Regions from separate parts of the Zea mays genome. Here regions 1 and 2 are each linked to region 3. The links are chromatin contacts, called in public Hi-C maps. All regions are on one chromosome and are shown on one strand. The core of a region is the stretch at or near the end of the contact, and the rest is flanking DNA. Distances in the headings are between cores, read along the strand shown. Region 1 holds the start of LOC100280950. Region 2 holds the start of LOC100382467. Region 3 holds the start of LOC100286133.

Region 1 (2,830 bases), core at 138-2,637, 180 kb before region 3:
GAATATCCTTTGTCTGTAGCTCTCTGCATTACAACAAAGACCAGATATTCACCTCAAATCCTTAACTAGTTAAGCTCACGTTATTAAAAAACAAGCATTGATCAGTTTCCAAACAATCAAGCTAGAAAAACAAAACCATTTGCCATGTCAAAACACTGGAAATCATACTTTCCTTACAGAAAACACGAGGAAGAATATCATTAAATCATTAAATGTCTCAATTTTGTTTTTAATAAATTCTGCCATAGTCACTAAATTAAGAGGCACCCTTACAGTTTTACAATTTTTGAACAGAAGATGCAGAGATGACAGTCATAACTTCTTCACAACATACTATGTCAAAGGGTACATTCTACGCCAGCATTTGTCATGTTATGGTATGATATCAATATAGCACAACAAGTACCCGATTTGTTGGCATGAAAAATACTATCTTACTGAAACACAAAGCACTAGGGCCAGTTGATACCTTGGAGAACAAATTTGACAGAATGAATCAGAGTATCATAGAACAGCCATGAAGCTCCCCTGCGAACTTCTCCATCAGCATTTTCACAGAGGATATATGATTCTCAGTGCAGACCAACTCTATAGATAGATTCTCCCACTACAAATCCATGGTGACAATATGTTCAACAGCCTCTACCCACCCATGCCACTACCAAATCTCTATGAAAGCAAACAATTCAAGTTTAGCTTCGCTACTTTGCACATAATCATAGGAATGTTCTATGCCATTCATAACAACAAAAGCAAGCCCTATACCTAGGAAGGCAGTGATGAATTCAGTGAGGTCAGGGCCCCACTCGAACCCCTGTGCGGCCGTGTTGACACCAGCATAGTCTCTGTTCCAGAGGCACTGACCAATCCTCCAGACCGCGGCGAGCTCCGGCCGCGTGTCCTTCACCTCCTGCGGCAGCGATTTCCAGAAGAACCGCGCGCTGTTCCTGCTCACTCCCAAGTCACAACAACACCAAGGCATCAAAAGGATGGGGAAAAAACGAGGGCAAGGGCGGCGGATCGCATACAGGTCATTGATGTAGAGGTGGGCCAGGAGGTGGACAGAGTAGGGCCATTCGTCGGTATTGGTTCCCTTGGACGCGGCCTGCGAGATCAATCGCGTGAGACGGAGCGCTAACCCTTGTGCGGATGTGGGGTGCGATTGGGAGAGAGGCAAGAAGGGTACCTGTAGGAGGAGCTCGTCGCAGAGGGAGGCGACGGCGGTGTAGGACTTGTCGGAGAGGGCGGCCTGGACGGCGGAGAGGTCCATTGGCAGCGAAGGAGGGAAATTGGCTATGGGGTACGAGTAGGACGGGGAGGAGAGAGGGTTTTGGAACTAGGACTTGTGGCCTGGTGGGGAATTCGGAGCAGTCCCCTTTGCGGGCAACGACTCTTATGTAAGCAGTCTTTCTATTTAAACATGCAATTAAACCATCTAATCTATTAGATTGTGATTTAATTGTAGGTCACATTTAACACTTAAACTCTTCCACCAATAGCTCAATAATTTTTATAAAAAAACTCTAACAAACTATGGTTGTATCTGTGGTTGGATCGTAATCTAATGTATCAGATGGTTTGTTTGCACGCTTGCACAGAAGGACTGCTTGCATAGCTGTTGTTGTTCTCCAAACGCTATACTTAGTATTAGATGTCGTTTTAGACATTATTTCACATATACCAAGTAATAAGTAATGGAGAGATAAATTTCCAGTCACACCCATATTAAATAGGGTCCAACGTTCTCTTTTGTATGCACGTAGCCAGCCATGATAAAGAAGACACGGTAAAACTGGACAATACTACTTTTATATCGTAGAATGACATATTTTATTACACTACACTTATTCATACAGAATGACATCTAATACTACATCGTAGGGAGTATATATAAAAAACATCTATATACAACCAATTGTATTTAAATCTTACATCTTATTCATTAGAACCTCTCAAAATATGACTTATTTATGTAGATTGTATGGCTAGGACCGTATCTAAACTCAGAGAACCGTGCTAGAGACGTTCCTTCACTAAGATATCGTCTCTTGTGTTTTTCTCCACTTACCCCTTTAATACCTTTTAAGATACGGAACATTTATGTGGGTTGCACATGCCCTTAGAAACTCTTCCTTTCTTTAAAGAAAAAATTTCCTCCTTAGTCCTATAATCAAAAACAAATACTTTCTCCGTTATTTTTTATTTGACATGGTTTAGTTAAAAATCTAATACTTAAAATGGAAGTAATAATTAATTAAGAGAAAAAAATTGAACGTCGTAGCCACAACCAAAACATTGAGTTAAGTGCTATGATCAGCAGAATTTGTAAGGAATCCACTGAGTCCAGGGTATCCAGCCCAAATATTGAGTGGGGCCCAAATATAAGTGAAGGCCTAAATAAAGTGTTGTTAACAAATAAACCTTTGTAACTGTAGTAAATAAGGTAAAAAGTCCACTAAACCAAAAAATTTAAGTGGGAGCTTGTGTCTCCCACTCGGCCAACGTCGGTCCGCACCCCTGCACGAATCGGTAGATGAGAAAATGCTTGAATGAAATATCTAATCCAAAAAATAGTTATTTTAGTGGAATGTGAAAGTCGCCTAGAGGGGGGTGAATAGGGCGAATCTGAAATTTACAAACTTAAGCACAACTACAAGCCGGGGTTAGAGTTAGAAATAGAAACGAGTCCGAAAGAGAGGGAAAACAAATCAACAAAGAAATAAAGCGGATGAACACGGTGATTTGTTTTACCGAGATTCGGTTCTTACAAACCTACTCCCCGTTGAGGTGGTCACAAAGACCGGGTCTCTTTCAACCCTTTCCCTCTCTC
Region 2 (2,781 bases), core at 142-2,641, 230 kb after region 3:
ATTAATATATATTTGAAAGTTGTACGTCAAACATTACTGTCTATCCTAACACTCGAATTACGTAGGTAATTAATTATAGGCGTCCTACAATCAATTGCATCGGCTATATTGTTAGCCGAATTGATTAAGGAGACATCCCTGGTACCGTCGAACAGTCCGGACTCCTTGCTCGGACGGTCCGCGACATGGGAATTTGGCGCAGCCGGTTATGAGACTTTCAGAATTGTGAAATCTCCCTCGCTTTATTCAATAACCTGATGTATCTTGCGTCAAATTATTAGCTCTGCAATTCTCAGCTCTGGATATATGTCGAATATCGAATTCATCAAAAGAACGGATTATGACTATTTAAAGTGTCATCTGAACATTGATATTTCTCTAAAATTTACTGGACAACTAACTGAGAATCCCCAAATGCCCTCACATGTTTTACAGGAGCTTAGCTCGCCACTTAACAGAGCCGCCACGAGCCAAATCAAACTTAGCTTGGTTCATTTCCACACCTATATCGAAGTTTGCAAGAATGATTTCTCCTTTTCTCTTATCGCGTGGTTGACTTTATTAGACTATCTCTAACAACTTATCCATCCTATCATATCTCTTATTTTAAATTTCATTCTATAAACGATATTTTGTATGACTGTATACATGATCGGCTGGAAACAACCTTAGGAGTTGAGAAATGGGATTAGAGGATTGGTAGAGCTTCCAAATTAGTTAAACTATATTTTTTAGAGTGGGGATTGGAAGTGGGTCGAGATGTTTTTGGGTCGTTTGTTTCAGCTTCTCGTTGTATTTCAGCTTTCGGGCCATTTAAAAGTGAAAAACTATGGAAAACTAAGAATCAAAAGCTAACTAGGATGAACTTTTAGGCTTTTGGGTTTTGGCTTATGGGATTGTTTGGATTATAAAAAGTCCAAAAGCTAGTGGCCATAAGCTAAAAACAAGGGAACCCAATTGAGAAACTAGGAACAATTGGATGTTTGATCTGCAATCGTTCGAGTGTTAGCCTAAAAATCAGTGTGTTACACTTTTTAAGATCTTGTTCGATTATTCTTATAATTCATAGATTGAAAGAGATTGAAAAATATTATAATTTTTTTTAACTTGCTCAATCCATATAGATTACAATGAAACTGAACAAGCCCTAAACGTGTGCAACCTAACCCTGATCCGAATCGCAATCTGCACACAGATGATCCATTCTCTACTGACAAACCGACCAAAGCAGTCTCTGGCCCACCTGTCTGTCTCCCAACAACCACATCCACTGTCGCGATAAGAGAACACGTGTGACCCCAAAGCTCGCCCCAACCGCAACGACCGACCAGAAAAAAAGCAGAAAGGAAACAAACTTCTTGACTACTACGAAACATCGAACTGTTCTCACAGATCACTCTCAAACTTTTTCCCATTTTCTCTCAAAAAGAAGAAACAGCGAAATTTGTAATTCTCAGTGACGCCAACCCTGACTCCGTTTGACGCGGCTCCGATGGTCACCGCCGGCGACCTCGCCGCTGCCGCCAACTCCTGAGACCTCGTCGCGCCTAGGCCCTAGGGTTCGATTCGCACGCCCTCAGTTTATTTTGTCCATTCCTCGTCTCCGATTTTGTTTGCTTGACTTGCTCTCGCCGCATCTGATTCCGCCACCGCTCGGGATTCGGGAATGGATTGGGCGCACCAGCAGGGCGTGAGCTTGCCTCCGCCGCGATCCGGGTACCAGTCCTCGAGGATGCAGTACCAGCACGCTGGCAGTCGAAGCCGCATGCCGCCATTCGCGCGCGGCGGCGGCGCCTACAGCCGCGGACGGAAGCAGTTCTACCCGCCGTCTCCCCTCCCGTCGGCGGCGCTGTCTCTGCCGCTGCAGAACAAGTATGAGGTGCTCATGGAGGCAGGCCGCCTCGCTGCCGAGTACCTGTTGGCGAAGGGCGTGCTCCCACCGGGCTCCCTGCAGCAACGCAGCGGGACAGTCGTCCCTGGAGGGTGGGGCCAGCTTCCTCCTCCGCCTCCGCTTTCCGTGACTTTGGAAGCCCAAGCTTACCACGGGGCCAGGAATGGCCGGCGGCAGGTCGATGATGAGTGTGGTATTCGTAATGCCAGCTCGCGGCGGAACCGTGGTGGTGACTACAGTAGCAGCAACAGTAGTAACTACAATAGAAGGGGGAAAAGGAAATTTGGGGCTGACAATAGGTATTCAGATTGGGCAAAGGATAGGGGGAGGAACAGGCGGTATTCTGATATCCGGAGTTATGATGACGATGATGACAATGGGGCTCCTGGGTTCAAACGGGAGCGCCGAAGCAGTGGTGGGATTGACGAGGTTGGCAGTAGGGTGTCAGGGGTGGCTGGGGAGGGACCATCATCGAAGGTGGAGGCGATGGGGGAGTCGGAGCTGGAGGATACTGGGTCAAAGGCTAGTTCTAACAGCAATGTCCAGCAGAAAGCTGATGCTTCGCAAGAGGCGAAGGATGAAAATGAGGCAAGCAAAATGCAGGAGAATAGTGTGGTGTCTAATTCAGATGTAGTCGAGCAAGCTTTGAATGGTGAAGATAATAGCAACAATGATTCTTCTGATGGTGTTCAAGAGTTAGAGACAAAACATTTGCCAGTATCCTCAGGTGAAAAGGTCTCAGATGGGAGGCCTGAAGATAGTGGTGTTCTGAATGGCAAGGTTGAAGATGGCAGTACTTCGCATGAGAAGGCTGAAGATGATACAACGTCAGAAGAGGTCTCCATTATGGAGAACAATTTGCCTAATGATGTTGGAAATTTGCTAAATTA
Region 3 (2,928 bases), core at 242-2,741:
AACACGGCGACGGGATCCACGATCTAGGAAGATTCCTGTAGGCCTGCCAGGCCACCAGAAGGAGAGGTGCGTCGCGTGAGCATGCGTGCATTTCCGCGGACCCAAAAGGCCAAAAGCGAAAGCCGCCTCCACCAACCGCGCGCCACCTGGTATCTCTCGTCCGTGCGCTTGTGTAAAATTGGACGCAAAGTTAAAAAGACGCTCCCTGACAGTAGGACCGACGCGCTTGGGGGCCCCAAAGATCGTGTGCACGAGTAGGTTTTTGTTCTGTATCAGCCACAGGGGAAAAGGCGTAAAAGTGGTCGTCACCATGGCTATATATGGGTCCAAAAAGGGACAGCACGGAAATGGAAATCAGCGGAGTGAGGACTCCTGGATTTCTGATTCGGTCCTAGGCGTTTCCGAAAATCCATTTTGAGACAAAGGTTTTGTTTGGTTAAAAAAAATCCCCATATTATCAACGAGATTCTGATTATAAATGCAGTGCTTATGGACCAAGGTTTTTTTATCCGCGAACTGTTTGATTCAAAATTCTCATATTAACTGCATTGTGGACCGATGTTATTTTATCTATGGAACTCTAGAACACGAGACCTTTGATGAACTGTAATAGTGATGAGAAATCACCAAAGGTAGTAGTCTCAGGCCATGTTGGTTACGTGTGTGAATTCTCGTGATCGTAAAAATTTTATCTACTAAAAACTCAAACACCCCGGTTTCTCTATCTTGGATAATGTGTTGCGAGATATAGTCTTAGTTATCAACCTATTGTTGAATTTTCTTAGGTAATACGCACTGTCCAGATTCTAAAAATCTGTTGGTTCCCGCACATGGCCTAAGACAGTGACGCATTGGAGTGTACTACATACATTACGGAATATTTAGTGAGGACAATCGATAGCGTCGTTATGTCATCCAAGCGAATAAAGTTATACATGTACTTTGTCGTTATATAGTTTCTTTCTAGCAACTATTAGGGCAATATGCATGCGTTGTCCCAAAGGGAAAAAACATGCACTCAACTACGTCGGGAAGTTTATTGCGCGTTTTCTTTGCCTTGCTATTTGTTACACCTTGGATAATTCGTGGACCTATACTAGGACATGCAATTTCTAGATGATAATGTTAACAACGAAGGTCGTCGATGTCGCACGAGACACCACGATTAAATGGCCGTTGGAAAATTAGAGAACATGTGCATCAAATAAGAAATTTGAAAGAAAAGGAGCCACAATTTGCCAAATACTCATGGCAGCAAAGCATGGATGCCGTGTCCGGTGTGCCACTAAACGAATGTCAAGGGATCAAAGTATCAAACATCAATTCATGATTGTACCTTCTTTTGACATTCAAACACTTGTCTAGTGACGAGTTTACGGCCAACAACTAACAGGGGTATCGGTGCAATTTGCCTGTTTCCCCTGGTGCATGCCTAGAAGTCTGCAAAGTATTCCAACATATAAATACCGCCAAGCTCCCGGCCAAGCTCCCAAATTCCATTCTGGTCCCTTCCTTGCCTTCTCCGCCTCCGCATCCATCCGGTCTCCAGTTGTCTCCTCCCGCCTCCTTCCGGTCCCCTCCCGGCGCAGCCTCTCCCGCCCCCTCCAGCCAAGCGGACCCTAGGCGGAGCCACCTTCCACGCTTCCCGAAGCTCGCCCGTGAGGGGAGGCCAGGATGGCAGCGACGTCGGCGCCGCCCGCGAGCGCCCACGCCAACGGCAACGGCTCCCTCGTGGGGGTGGCGGCGCCGGTGGGAGCGCCCACCAACCCCATGGCGACGGCTCTGCTCACCGACCAGTACCAGTTCTCCATGGCCTACGCGTACTGGAAGGCCGGGAAGCACGCCGACCGTGCCGTGTGAGCGCCCTCTCCCCTGTCCGCTTTGTTGGTGTGCCTGTGTGTGACTTGTTTCAGCCAGCGGTGCCGGCTGGATTGGATTTGATCGGGAGGTGGTGATCTGGCGTGAGGGTGGTGACCGGGACGGTTTATCCGTGCGGGTTAGGTTTTGAGGGATGGGGCTTTCAGGGCCATGTATTGGAGCTCGGCCCCTCCCTGCTGCAAATTGCAATTCCCTTGTTTCTGTTCTGTAGCTAATGCGGTGCTCTCGTTTTCGGTTCTGATCAATGTGCTGGGAGCGTTTGTTCTCGAAGGATCGGTTGTTTGGTATTGCTGGTTTTTCCTTATTACTTCCCCACCGTTGTGGGTTACGACGGCGCGGTTTTTTACATCGTGGATCATTGATTGTTCAGAGTATTTTATTTATTTTCGACTCGGTGCTCTGGTTTTGGTTTGAGAACGCTTTTCTTGTGTAGTTAAATTTTTCTCTTGTTGCAGCTGTGATATTTCAAGCAACGCTTCGTCTTGACATCTACTGTTCGTCCTTTTGTGTTTCTGTGTTAGTACATTTGCTGCATGTCAATATGGCTATGTAAAAACTAAGCAAGTGGGACGTCACCTTTAGTATTTTCATTCATATATTAGTATATATCTTCTTGTTCTTGTTCTGTGTTCAAAATGGACTTTCATTTTCATTGCTCAACTTTGTATTTCTTCGGTAATCCCTTCCATTGTGCAATTTGAATTGCTCCTTTCGATGTTGGTACTACCAGTTTTTATTTGTTTGGAGTGGACGATGCATTCATTTGGAATTGCCGTGTTCTTGTTAGGGGTATATTCTGCATTTGGTGTTAGTTTATCCTAATTTGGGTCTAGGAGCCAATTTTGTCCCCTAATTTCCTAATTGTATGTCTTGAATAATTTTCGCACATGACATAAGCAGTGTTTTTTAAATGTTATGTAATTCAGAGGGTACGTGGACATTTGAATGAAGACAAACAGATGAATGACATTTACTACTTGAGTAAACAAACAAGACAATCAATTCATACCTGGATTTTATATTAATGCTTTGGCCATCCAAGGATTCAAA

What was found. Hi-C and Micro-C count contacts between places; a contact is called where the count stands out from the background.
Region 1: a contact with region 3 is called in a Hi-C map of tassel, with 6 times the contacts expected there. The contact joins the promoter of LOC100280950 here to the promoter of LOC100286133 in region 3. A contact is called at or near these places in 8 of 25 Hi-C or Micro-C datasets (bundle sheath, ear, endosperm and 3 more) and 2 of 3 datasets of contacts at active chromatin or transcription factors (leaf and seedling).
Region 2: a contact with region 3 is called in a Hi-C map of leaf, with 2.4 times the contacts expected there. The contact joins the promoter of LOC100382467 here to the promoter of LOC100286133 in region 3. A contact is called at or near these places in 3 of 25 Hi-C or Micro-C datasets (ear, leaf and tassel).

What each region holds. Positions count from the first base shown.
Region 1 is chr10:119,193,131-119,195,960 of Zm-B73-REFERENCE-NAM-5.0, forward strand. It overlaps LOC100280950, which reads right to left and starts at 1,388. Exons shown (of 5, transcript NM_001153870.2): 1 at 1,187-1,388; 2 at 1,029-1,105; 3 at 766-947; 4 at 1-23. The coding sequence starts at 1,270.
Region 2 is chr10:119,596,721-119,599,501 of Zm-B73-REFERENCE-NAM-5.0, forward strand. It overlaps LOC100382467, which reads left to right and starts at 1,392. Exons shown (of 5, transcript NM_001175207.1): 1 at 1,392-1,559; 2 at 1,688-2,781. The coding sequence starts at 1,733.
Region 3 is chr10:119,371,004-119,373,931 of Zm-B73-REFERENCE-NAM-5.0, forward strand. It overlaps LOC100286133, which reads left to right and starts at 1,492. Exons shown (of 15, transcript NM_001159021.3): 1 at 1,492-1,856. The coding sequence starts at 1,675.